Linked DNA regions of Mus musculus: region 2 is linked to region 1. The links are chromatin contacts, called in public promoter capture Hi-C maps. All regions are on one chromosome and are shown on one strand. The core of a region is the stretch at or near the end of the contact, and the rest is flanking DNA. Distances in the headings are between cores, read along the strand shown. Region 1 holds the start of Yars2 (tyrosyl-tRNA synthetase 2 (mitochondrial)). Region 2 holds the start of Pi4ka (phosphatidylinositol 4-kinase alpha).

Region 1 (6,033 bases), core at 1,043-3,542:
TAGTTGGTACTGTTATTGGTGCAACAGGAAACACAGACCAACACATCTGACTTGAGTTTTCTTCCCCTTTGAAATTTGCACTTGGGTAAAGCTGGATCCGTGATTATACAACAAAAGATTTGAGGACCAGCAAGAATAAAACAAAATTAGTTTATGAAGATTAAGATAGAGTACACAATTTAGACTCACATGAGTAGGTGTCTTCACAACAGCTACCTACTTTTGGGATTCTATGGCTAAGTTCCAAGCCTCAAAAGATGTAAGAGGTAAGACTTAAGCCAGAGGCTGTCTTGAGCAACTTAGAACATCGCATTTTTTTTTTCTCTCCAGACCTGGGATGTAGCTCAATAGTTAAGCACCTACCTAATAAAATAGCCATTCAGCCCTGGGTTCAACTCTAGTATCGTAAAAATAAAAATGGCAATATCATGTGACATAATAATTTACACCTTAAATAGAATCAATGAAAAAAACCTACAAAGAAAAAGATTCACTAGCTAAAACTGAATCATAACTACATATTAATTTTTCTCAAATGCCTATTAAAGCTTACCTTTCTACGGAATCATCTTGCTGTCTGACAAAGAACTGATAAAGTTCAAACGGTGATGTTTTCTCTCTGTTTAGCCAAACCGCATTGCCAGCAGACTTTCCCAGCTTTGCTCCAGTTGTACTTGTAATTAGAGGTACAGTGATTCCAAACACATCCTCTCCAGTCAACCTACACATACATTCATGGTATTCTGTTAGGCACAATTAGTTCCACCAAGCACAGTACACATTTAAGTCTGGTTACTTACTATATGTTTTTAAAACCCTTTCTCAGTCTGGACTCAGGTCCTCAAGAACCATAAAAACACGCATTTTATATCTACATGTGTCGTGCTTAAGTGCAATTGAGGAATGCACCTGAGCAGGTCAACAGGACTTGATTTTTGAAGGATCAGGTAGAAAAATGACAAAGTTGGGCGAAAGGATACCAGGAGGTACATTTAGAAGGTGGCTTTTAATATTTTTAAATGAGTTTTGTCGTGTAGCACACGAACCAGCCATATAATCTATGTTCCTCAAGAAAACTGTGAGGACTGGAGAGGTGGCTCAGTGGTTCTTCCAGAGATCCTGGGTTCAATTCCCAGCAACCATGTGGGATATAATATAAGAATTTGGTGCCCTCTTCTGGCATGCAGGTGTTACATAGAGATGGAGCACTCATACATAAATAAATCAATCTTTAAAAAAAGAAAACGCTGTGAAAATCTTTATGGAGGCGAAAAGCTAAATTAGTGCACACGGTTCTAAACAGAAGTCCAATTATTTTCAGGATAAATAACAATTTCTAAAGAAACTAAAGGCGACTTAGGGAAAACAGACACAATCCAAATCTTGAATATCGGTCTGCTTCCAGCAGCTCTAACTCCCAGCTCTAACTTACAATCTTCCTAACGAATAACACACTACTTCTGTATACTCGTCCCCGGGTTTCCGTAGGCTCTAACAATTCCAGCTTACTTGTGGATGAACTCGTAGCCAGACATGATGTTGCCCAACTGATCTGATCCGCCCAGTTGGACCCGGCATCCATAGTGCTGGAAAAGGTAGTAGAAGTCATAGGCCTGGAGCACCTGGTAAAAGAACTCCGCCAAGCTCATGCCCTCGGGGCTCTTGAGACGCGACTGCACGCTCAGCCGGCTCAGCAGAGTGCCCATGCGGAAGTGGCCGCCCACCGTGGCCAGGAAATCCACCAGGTGCTGCTCCTGGAACCAGGCCGCGTTGTCCAGCACCGTGAAAGAGCCCCAGGGCCGGCCGTCCGCGAAGAGGCGCGCGTGGTTGGCCGCCAGGGCCTCGAGCCCTCGCCGCAGGGCGTGCGCGTTGGCCCGCACGCACTCGGCGCTCAGCGCCTCGCGCCCCTTGGTCCGGCCGCTGGGGTCCCCCAGGAGGGCCGTGGAGCCTCCCACGAGCGCGATCACGTTGTGGCCGGCTCGCTGGAAGTGGAAGAGCCCCAACAGAGTTAGCAGGTGCCCCACGTGGAGCGAGTCGCCCGTGGGGTCGAAGCCGCAGTACACCGTCTGGGGGGACGAGCCCGCCCTGCGGCGGTCAAAGAGTTCGGGGAGCTCTGTCTTCGTGCCGCTCTCGGGGAAGAACTCCTTGAACAAGCCGCGGGCCCTCGGTGCCACCAGCATTCCCCGCGCGCCCGGGCGCACCGCACGCGACCCTCGTAGCCAGACCAGGGACTGCGGAACGCGGCACAGGCGCCTCAGCATGGGCGCCGCCATCTTGCGGGACACGCAAGGCATGCTGGACCTCTGTCGCCCTGCGACCGCGGGCGCCTCGGTGTCTCTCTACGCATGCTCGGGCGTAGCGGGAGGCCTGTTAGGCTTTGGTGCTGTAGGCAGTCCTGGAATGTGGACCGACTGAGTTCCGTCTTGCGGCCCCCGCTGTTCCTCTATCATTTCATTCCCGTTTTCTCAGTGAGGATGTCGTGATAGTACTTCCTGTCTCACAGCTGTGGTGAAAGCACTTGGCGGTGTAGTAAGCGCTCGACAAATGTTTACTGTCGTTTAAATGATCATGCAAAAGCTGTGATGCTCAAGTCCCATAAGTCTTGGACCTGTAGAAAGAACTCGGAGTGGAGTGGAGACGAAATTTCTTTGTACCAGTTTCCCCAGTTAATGAGAGCCTCGTCACAGTACAGGCAGGCAGGCAGGCGCGCGCACACACACACACACACACACACACACACACACACGTCATTAGTGGGTGTCCTGAAGGTGGCAGTCTCCTCCTAGCAAGAGGAAAGTCAAAACAGGAAAGAACTCCCTGTGTTTAGTATAACAAAAACTGGAGTCATTCAAAGTCATAACATATTAGGTGCTTTTAGGAATCCTCTCACCAGGATGAGGACTCTCATTTGCAATTGTATGGCAGGTGAGCCAGCCCCCAAGTCCCATTGTAGATTCTGACTAATTTTCTTTAAACATTTTAATTAGCGTACACAAATTGTACAAAATAATGAATTTATTCTGACATTTCCATATATGAGTAGACGTGGGCCATACTTTCAAAACTCCCTGATTTATGTGGAGTAGCATTATTGAGAATGTGCCATTTGTGGCCATCACCTACCATTGTGAGAGAAGTAGGGGTTATGGAGGGAGACAGAGAACAATTGAGCCAGGAGTAAGTTGCAGTAGAGGTGTGCTGGCTAGTTTTATGCCAAGTTGACAAAGTTAGAGTCATTGAGGTACTTAAACTGAGAAAATGCCCTCAACCAATGTGGCCTATGAACAAGCCAGTGGTGATCAGTGATTGATGTGGAAGGGACCAGCTCACTGTGGGTGGTGCCTCTTGATAGGTCCTTTCTCCGGTAAAATGAGCCAATTCAAACCAGATTAGATTATAAAGCAGATTTACTGTCCCCCTAGAATTGAGGCCAGGGGGGGTCGCCATGGGGGGGGGGAGAAAGGGCTTGTGGCAGGGGGTGGGGAGAGAGAGAGAGAGAGAGAGAGAGAGAGAGAGAGAGAGAGAGAGAGCAAAATGTGTAGATTGTATAGCAAAGAGCGTCTGAGGGAAGGGCAGCCCATCCCCTGGGCTGGAATGTACAGGGTTGGGGATAGGGTATGCCAGGTAGAGACTTAGGGATGCTGAGAGAACCTGGAAGCCAGATCTGTTTTCATATGTAAAATATGCACCTGAGTCTCTTGTCCCAGGGTCCCAAAAGAAACACCACCCTTGGTGGTCCTGGGTGCTAAAAGAAATCAGGCTGATCAAACAATGTGGAATAAGCCAGTATGTAGCACTCCTTCATGACTTCGGCTTTAGTTCCTTCAGGAGTCTTTCTGACTAGAGTCCTTGCCCTGACTTCCCTGAATGACGAATTATAAGCTGTAAAGTGAAATAAACGCTTTTCTTCCCAGGCCATTGGTCATATTGTTTTATCACGGCAATAGAAAGCTCAGGCCAGACAAGAGTCATTCAGTATCCCAGAGGAAGTCAGGAGCTGAGATTTCCTTCCATAGTCTTCCAAACTGAAACAAGGAGGTAGGCTGTTTCACTTTATTACCGGCTAATCTTTAAATATGGAATGCTCTTGGAGAGAAATCCACACTTTGGGCAAGCCTTTTGACTAAGAGTCATATGCAGAAGACAAACAACACTCACGTTCCTGAAAGAGGATCCTGACCCATCCCCAGACCATTAGCTACAGATCTTTCCATGTCCTAATACTAAGGTATTTGAAGAAGACATTTATTTTAGTGGGTTATAAATTTGTTATTTTGATTAATCAATGTATTTGCTCATCTAATTATCAGTGAGTTTAATTTCTCATTGCCAGTAATATTGTAATATTACTGGTAATATTCTCTAATACTGGTAGAAAATAGCTAGAGTGTTCTCTCATATTGTTACTCAAAATATCTTTAAAATTCTAGTCAGAATCTGTTGATCTGCACTTTGATCAGAGACAGACTGTAAGATGCATTGCAGGAAGTTCTGAAAGCCTAACAGATACTGTACTTAATATTGGGAAAAATCTCTCACTTGCAAGTTTGGGTTAATACAACAAATACCTACGTATTGTGACTTTAAAGAGCAGGGCAACAGTTGGGTATTAGAAAGTATGACTTCATATCTGCACTAGCTTTAGTACTGCTTTTCTTTTCAAAGAAATGCTGTTGTGACAGCATTACATGATGGCCCTATACTTGATGGAAACGTGTCTCAGATGATGAAAATTTTAAAACTACTGTTTAGTGTAATGGGACTGACAGCTCCTGAATAAATGCCTAGGCCTTATAGCTAGGCTTGTTCACAACTAGGACATAACTTATTAACACATTTATTCTATTCTAAGTTCTGCCATGTGGCTATTTAGTAACCTCTCCTTCTTACTCTGGCTTACATCTTTCTCAGAGTCTCCCTAGCAAGTCTCCCTCATCAAACTGACTCCACTCTCTGTCTCTGTCTCTTTGTTTCTTTGTCTCTCTGTCTCTCTGTCTCTCTGTCTCTCTCTGTCTGTCTCTGTCTCTGTCTGTCTCTGTCTCTCTCTGTGTCTCTCTCTCTCTCTCTCTGTCTCTCTCTCTGTCTCTGTCTCTCTCTGTCTCTCTCTCTCTCTCTCTCTCTCCAGAAGTCGCACCTTCCTTTTCTGCCTTTGCTATAGACCATCAACTTTTAAATAAAAGGTAAGAGAGGGAGTGTTTACAAACCACTGAAATAGATGATGCTTAATGACATCAAAGTCCAGCCTTTAATCACATCTCTGCCAGTTCACAAATCAGCATTTGTAAAATACAGAGACAACCTTTACAAAGTGCATAAAAACATCACACCAAAGTTTAGTATTAAAGTTTATTTAATTTTTTTTTTAAAAAATAGATTTGACTTTTGTATCAGCAGTTGGCTACACTACTTTGGCTCCCGGTGGGTCATACGGTCATACGTGCACACCTACTCAGAAGCAATCTGAATTCACAAATGAAACACACACACACACACACACACACACACACACACACACACATACTCACACCAGTTAATTTTTGGCATGACGTGACTAGCTCAAAGGTTTGGCATTCCTAAACCTTCCCCCAGTAACCAATGCTCCCCTACAGTACTCCTGAGACTCCTAAACTTTCCCCTGCTAATAATTCTATACCTGAATTATAATTGTAATTATAATTCTGACTTTAGCCTGTATTATCATCTGAAAACAATACTTTTAACTCTATAGCATCTCTATCAATGCTAAACAACTTAAGTTTAATTATAAGACTGTAACTAGTCTTCAACCCTGTCAGAAATCCAAGAACAAATTAAATATTGCCTGAGTGTATAGGTAGCACAAAAACATAGCTTCCAAAACGTAAACAAATTGTAGAGACAGCTGACTACCTGGACAGTCCCCTATTCCTCAAAACATTGGGGCACCTGTCTTCAGTCTTCTGTCCCAGAGCCATCTGGCAGGCCTTGAGATGAAGCAGGAAAATGAAGGACTAGTTTACCCTGCCTTGGTAGAGCCTAGCAGTCCACTATCCC
Region 2 (5,907 bases), core at 934-3,433, 1.1 Mb before region 1:
AAAGAACCTTCAATACTACTAAATAATATACAGGCCAATATGTAAAGAACACCTCACTTTAAAGTTAAAAAAGAATAAAAGTGCTTGGTGTGGTGGCTTGAACCTCGGCACTCCCAGGCTGAGTTTAAGGTTAGCCTAGTCTACATAAAGTTGGAGAACAGTCAGAATTACATATTGATACGATTGAGAGAAAAAAAATAGGTTCTCTTTTGGGGCTGGAGAGATGGCTCAGCAGGTCAGAGTGCTTTCTGTTCTTCAAGAGGACCTACCTGCATTGGCATCTGGTGAATGTCTATGACCTCAGCCCTCTGGAGGCTGAAGAAAGAGGATCTTGAGTTCGAGGCCAATCTGGATTACTATGGGCTACATTGTGAGAACTTATCACTTATCTCAATACAAAGTGACCTGTTCACCAAGACCTGTAGGACTCCAATTGATCTGGAGTGGAACATTAAGAATCCAGTACACAGAAGCACAACTTCCTAGAGGCAGAACATACATTAGCCGTCAGGGAGACAACAACAGGGAAGGTAGGAGAAGGTAAAATACCAAACAGTGGCAATAGAAAACAACAGAGATCTGTCCAAGTCCCAGAGGAGAACACTTGCCAAAGATCAGAGATGAAGACTGGTAAAGAAAGACAGTATTTTGTTTCAACTATTACATTTCAAAACTGTAAAATACTTAAGATTATTCTTGGCTGATATATCAGTAATTTCTTCTTCTGCCAAAACAACTATTTTGCCAGTAGACTTAGGGGCAATCTGGTGTCTTGGAATAATCTTTATTTTATGCTGGAGAAGATGGTACATGCCTGAAATCCCAGTATCAGAAAGATTGAGACCAAGAATTCTAAGTTCCAGACCAGCCTGGGCTTCATTGGTAGGCTGTCCACCAAGCCGAACTCCTCAAAAAGAAAAGGTCTTAAAGAAGTTTCAGAAGACCATTTCTGTTCCCAGCACCCATCTGTCAACTCCAGCTCCAAGGGATTCCCTGGTGCCCTCTTCCGGCTTCAGGGGACACCCTTAAACTGTGCATATGCAAATACAGGTAAATTAAAGGAAAGCAAAGTTCCTAGTTGCTGAAATTTTCTATGGATGGAAAGAGCTGTCACAATAACACACGGTCTACAAAGGTAAGAGTCGACTCAATTCAGGATCTGGTTTCCTGAGCAGGAGCCCAGGCGAGGGGACTTAAATATTCCCATTAGAAAGGTGAAAAGTGGTCAAGGATGTGAGAAGAAGAACACAGGCTCCCTTTGCGTCAGTACTTCAGGCACCACCTGGCACTTGAAGCATACACAGTTCACACTTTAACTGGGCCACTAGAGAGGAACAGCTTGAGGCTTCTGCCTAACAAGTTATATGTAAATGAAACAGACACTACTTCCCAAATACAGGCCGCACTTTGGCATTTTTACTCTCACACAGAACATTATTTGGAGTTTACTTTTTAACTAGACATGAGGGCAGGGCAGCGAGGGAGAAATTAACCTCGCAGAATAATAGATAAGGAAGCTTCCAGAGGTAAACATCAGGTGATCCTGATACATAATTCTTTACACTATGTCCATGAACTTACGGTAGGCAATTAGAAAAATACCAAAAGATCGTAAACAAAATATTTCTTCATCCCGTTTTTATAACGCATTGATTGGCCGGTTTAGCTCAGTTCTGCCCCAGGCTCACCTCGGAAGAGGCGACTCCGATCTTCTCCGATTCATACATGAGAGACAAGGACCTGCTGGTACTGGCAGCGGTAGCCTCGGCCCTGCGCAACACCTCCTGTCTCAGGTACTGCTGCCTGTCAATGGGCGCGTCGGGGCCGTCAGGCAGGTCGCGGACGTCCTTCCACGGCGCGGGCCGGGTGTCTTCCTCTTCCACGTCATCGTCGAAAGGATTATAGCTTTTAGGATAGCCAGACATGGTGCGGGAGACGGCCTGCACCTAGGAAGCAGGAGGGGTTGCTGAGCGAGGAGTCGATAGCCCAGCGCCGGCGGGCGGATTCACTGTGGACGCCGCGCGCACTACTTCCGCCAGCACTGCGCTAGAGCCCCGCCTCCAGAGCCAACCCGGCGGCGGAGCGGCAGAGGGGGACCAGGCCCCACCCAGTGCGGGGGAGGGGAGAGGGGAGGAGTCAGGTGGTCAGGTGGCCGGGAAGTCGGCCGCCTCTGCGCCTGCGCAGTAAGGACCGGTGGTGGCGAGCCCAGAGCTGTGAACCCAGCCGCCTGCGCCGGGGCGTGCGCTGTGATGGCGGCTGCTGGGGCCCGGGGAGGAGGCGGCGGTGGCGGCGGCGGCGGCGGCGGCGGCTCGGGGTCCAGCTCTGGCTCCAGCACCTCTCGAGGCTTTTATTTCAACACAGTACTTTCACTGGCCCGCTCCCTGGCTGTGCAGAGACCAGCATCCTTGGAGAAGGTAACCCTGCGTACTGACAGGAGGAGGGGCCTGAGGTGGCGAAGCGGCGGGACGCTGCTGGGTCTGAGAAGGCTACTTGCGACTAGAGAGGGGCTCCTGAATAGAGGTGGCAGCGATGTAGGGAGGTCGGTGGGAGAGGGTTCTGGTGAAGAGAGGAGTCGGGAAGTCGACAGGACGCTGGGAGGTCTGGTACCGGTGGGAGTGGGAGGGCAGTGAGCTGTGGGCGGGCGGACTACCGCTGTGACATCTCAGGCGCGGGGGTTGTGGCAGCATCGTGACTGCCTGTGAGGCGTGGTAGGATGAGCCAAGGACCAAGAGTCCAATCCGGGCTTTTGGTCCCGATTTTTTGTTTTCATTCAATGACCTTGGAGAGGTGTCTTTCTCATGAAATGGGACGCCCTCCTCCCCTACACACTTTTTGCCCTTCTCACTGGATTGTGGAGAAGGACAGCTATGCAAATCGTATTATTATTTAAGAGATGGTAGCGTTAGACTGGATCAAAAGATGATGAGTTTCGAGAAGATGCAGTGGCAGGAATATGCAGTGGACTGTTAGTAGACAGAGAACTAAATTCAGGATTGCTTCAGAAGAGAAAGACACGCCAGTCCTTATCTTGGAAGATAAAAGATATGCTTGGACCTGGGATAAGAGGTGAACTGGGTGGGTGGTGAAGGGTAGAACCCCAGGATTAAGGAGGCTAACCGCTTTCTTTTAGGGGAAAAAAAAAACCCAAAAACCAAACAACAACAAAAGGATGTTGTGATAGGAAGAAGACAGATTTTAGTCAGAGCTGACTAAATTTACAATTTCTGTGTGCAGTCTTGAGGAAGAAACTTGCATGCTAACAGCCTATTTGCTTATCTATAAAACCTGTGAAGCTTTGATGAGTTTACATATTAAGGCCAGGCACAACGTGGATGAACAATAATAGTCAGCTGCTTTTCGCCCAGGAATGTGTAAATAGACTCAGCACAGTATGTTAGCACTGAAGGGAGGGGGCTGTCTGTCCATTCAACTTTCTGAAAGATGGAAAGAACCTGGGTGACATGTGCACCTGCGCGCTGATGGGTAAAAGTGGAAAGGCAGAGTGACCTGGTCTTTGACCTTGTAAGTTTTCAAACTTGATTGTATCACCTACCTGCAAGGTGAACAGGTTCTGGAAGATCTAATGCCAACCCGACTTCTGGCTAAAGAATGAATACAGACTGGACATGGTAGCATGCACCTGTAGTCCATGCTACTCAGGAACAGCCCAGTATCCGCAGAGGTGCTGAGGAGTTGTTGTTCACTCAGGGAGTTGGTATCTCAGTACTCATGTCTGGCAGCTTAGGACTGCTTGAATGTTTGAAGGTAACTCCAGTTTTAGGGCATCAGAAAGTCCTCTTGTGGTGTCCATGGGCACTTGCATGCATGAGCACATACAAGCACAAATAAATAATAACAACATCTTAAGAAGATTTATTTATTTATTATATAATTATGCTGTAGCTGTTTGCAGACACACCAGAAAAGGGCATCAGATCTCATTATGGATGGTTGTGAGCCACTATGTGGTTGCTGGGATTTGAACTCAGCACCTTTGGAAGAGCAGTCAGTATTTTTAAGTGCTGAGTCATCTCTCCATCCCCCAACATTTTTAAATTAAAAAATAAAAGATGGTTTAGGACTTGTGGTGCAACTTAGGCAACATATCAAGATCCTGACTCAAGCAGGGAAAGACAGCAGTGTGTGTGTGTGTGTGTGTGTGTGTGTAAGACTATGAGTTTGAATGGTAAGACCATCTAAATTTACATTCCCTTATTACTTGTATTTTTAAACTTCTTTTTTGTTTTATGTGTATGAGTGTTTTGCCTGCATATGTGTTCTGTACACCATATGTGTCAGTGCTTGCAGAGGTCAGAAGAAGGCATCATTGGATCCCTTGGAATTGGAATCATGTGAACAACCACATCGATGCAGGGAATCAAATCTGAGTCCTCTGGAAGAGCAGCCAGTGTTCCTAACAGCTGAGCTATCTGTCCAGCCCCTCATCTTTGTTTGTTTGTTTGTTCGTTTGTTATATACTATAATGGGCATGTGGAGGTCACAGGACAAACTTGCAGGTAACAGTTCTCTCCTCCCACCATGTGGGTTGTCAGGCTTGACTGCATGTGCCTTCATGAACTGAGCAAACACCCCTTCTTCCCCCCATCCTTTTGGTGGAGACAGGATCTCACAATATAGCTTTTCTAGAATTCCTGAGTAGACTAAGCTAGCCTTTAACTCACAGAGCTCCACCTGCTTGCTTCCCAAGTGCTGGGGTTGAAGGTGAGTGCCATTACACAAGTACAACTGGACAGGTCAGTTCCACGTGTTGATTTTCTCTTGCAAAAACCAAAAACCAAACCACAGAACAGGTCTTGGTAGGGGTGTTAGGAAGATCAATAAAAAGATATGAATAAAAACCATCCTAGGATGAGCTTGAGAAATATTTCAGCAGTTAAGAGCTCTTGCTGCTCTCCAAGAGGATCCAGGTTCAAGTCTCAGTACCCACATGGTAGTTCACAATGGTCTGTAACCCCAGTTCTAGGGATCTGATGCCCTCTTCTGTTCTTCATGGGTACTGCATGCACATGATATACAGATCCACACATAAGCAAAACACTAATGCACATAAAATAAAAATAATACACCTTAAAGCAACAACAACAATTTATTACATTTATTTAGAGAAGTGGGAATTGGCGGGGCAGAACTCATGGAAACTGTTTTGCCACCTACCATGTGGGTTCTGAACTCAGGTCTTCAGGCTTGGTGACAAGTGTCTTGGTACAATGGCCCCTGGTTATCTTGTCAATCTGAACTGGATGATTCTTCAAGTTATTTTATATTATATGTATGAGTATTTGGGCTGCATATATGCTCGTGCACCACTTGCATGGTGTGCCTATGGAGGCCAGAAGAAGGCATTAGAATCTCTGGGGCTAGTGTTATAGGTGTTTATGAGTCACCATGTGTGTGGGGAATCAAACCATGTCTTCTGGAAGACCAGCCTATGCCTCTAACATCTAAGCCATCCCTCCAGCTCCTGAAGTGGACGATTCTTAAGATTGTCCTGCATCTCTAGCAGTAATAGCTTTCTTTTTCATTCAGCAACTGAGAAGTGCACTTTGAACTCAACTTGTTTCTTTTTGTTCCTTAGTCATAAAAACATAGCAAGGTGAGTAAGACGATAGACACAGATGTACACGCTAGATAAATGTAAAGAAAACAATTAAAAGGACATTATAGGAACCCTGGATGTAGGTCAGTAGTAGTGTGCTTGGAGGAGCACTTGCTTATCATTAACAAGGCACTCGATTTTATTCCCTTAACCAAATCAATGCAACACAAAACCTTGATATTCTTTAATTGTAACTGTTAGTTTTGTTTTTTGTCATAATTGCTTGGGTTGTCAAGATCACAGTATAATGTAAAGTTAATTAATACTTCCCTGCATCTCCTAAAACACTT

What was found. Promoter capture Hi-C pulls out the DNA fragments that hold promoters and counts their contacts.
Region 2: a contact with region 1 is called in a promoter capture Hi-C map of liver, with 5 times the contacts expected there. The contact joins the promoter of Pi4ka here to the promoter of Yars2 in region 1. A contact is called at or near these places in 2 of 39 promoter capture datasets (liver and pre-B cells).

The regions. Positions count from the first base shown.
Region 1 is chr16:16,299,224-16,305,256 of GRCm38.p6, reverse strand. It overlaps Yars2 (tyrosyl-tRNA synthetase 2 (mitochondrial)), which reads right to left and starts at 2,292. Exons shown (of 5, transcript NM_198246.2): 1 at 1,510-2,292; 2 at 554-721. The coding sequence starts at 2,273.
Region 2 is chr16:17,402,141-17,408,047 of GRCm38.p6, reverse strand. Pi4ka (phosphatidylinositol 4-kinase alpha) reads left to right here and starts at 2,183. Exons shown (of 55, transcript NM_001373955.1): 1 at 2,183-2,414. The coding sequence starts at 2,250. Snap29 (synaptosomal-associated protein 29) reads right to left here and starts at 2,048. Exons shown (of 5, transcript NM_023348.4): 1 at 1,689-2,048. The coding sequence starts at 1,925.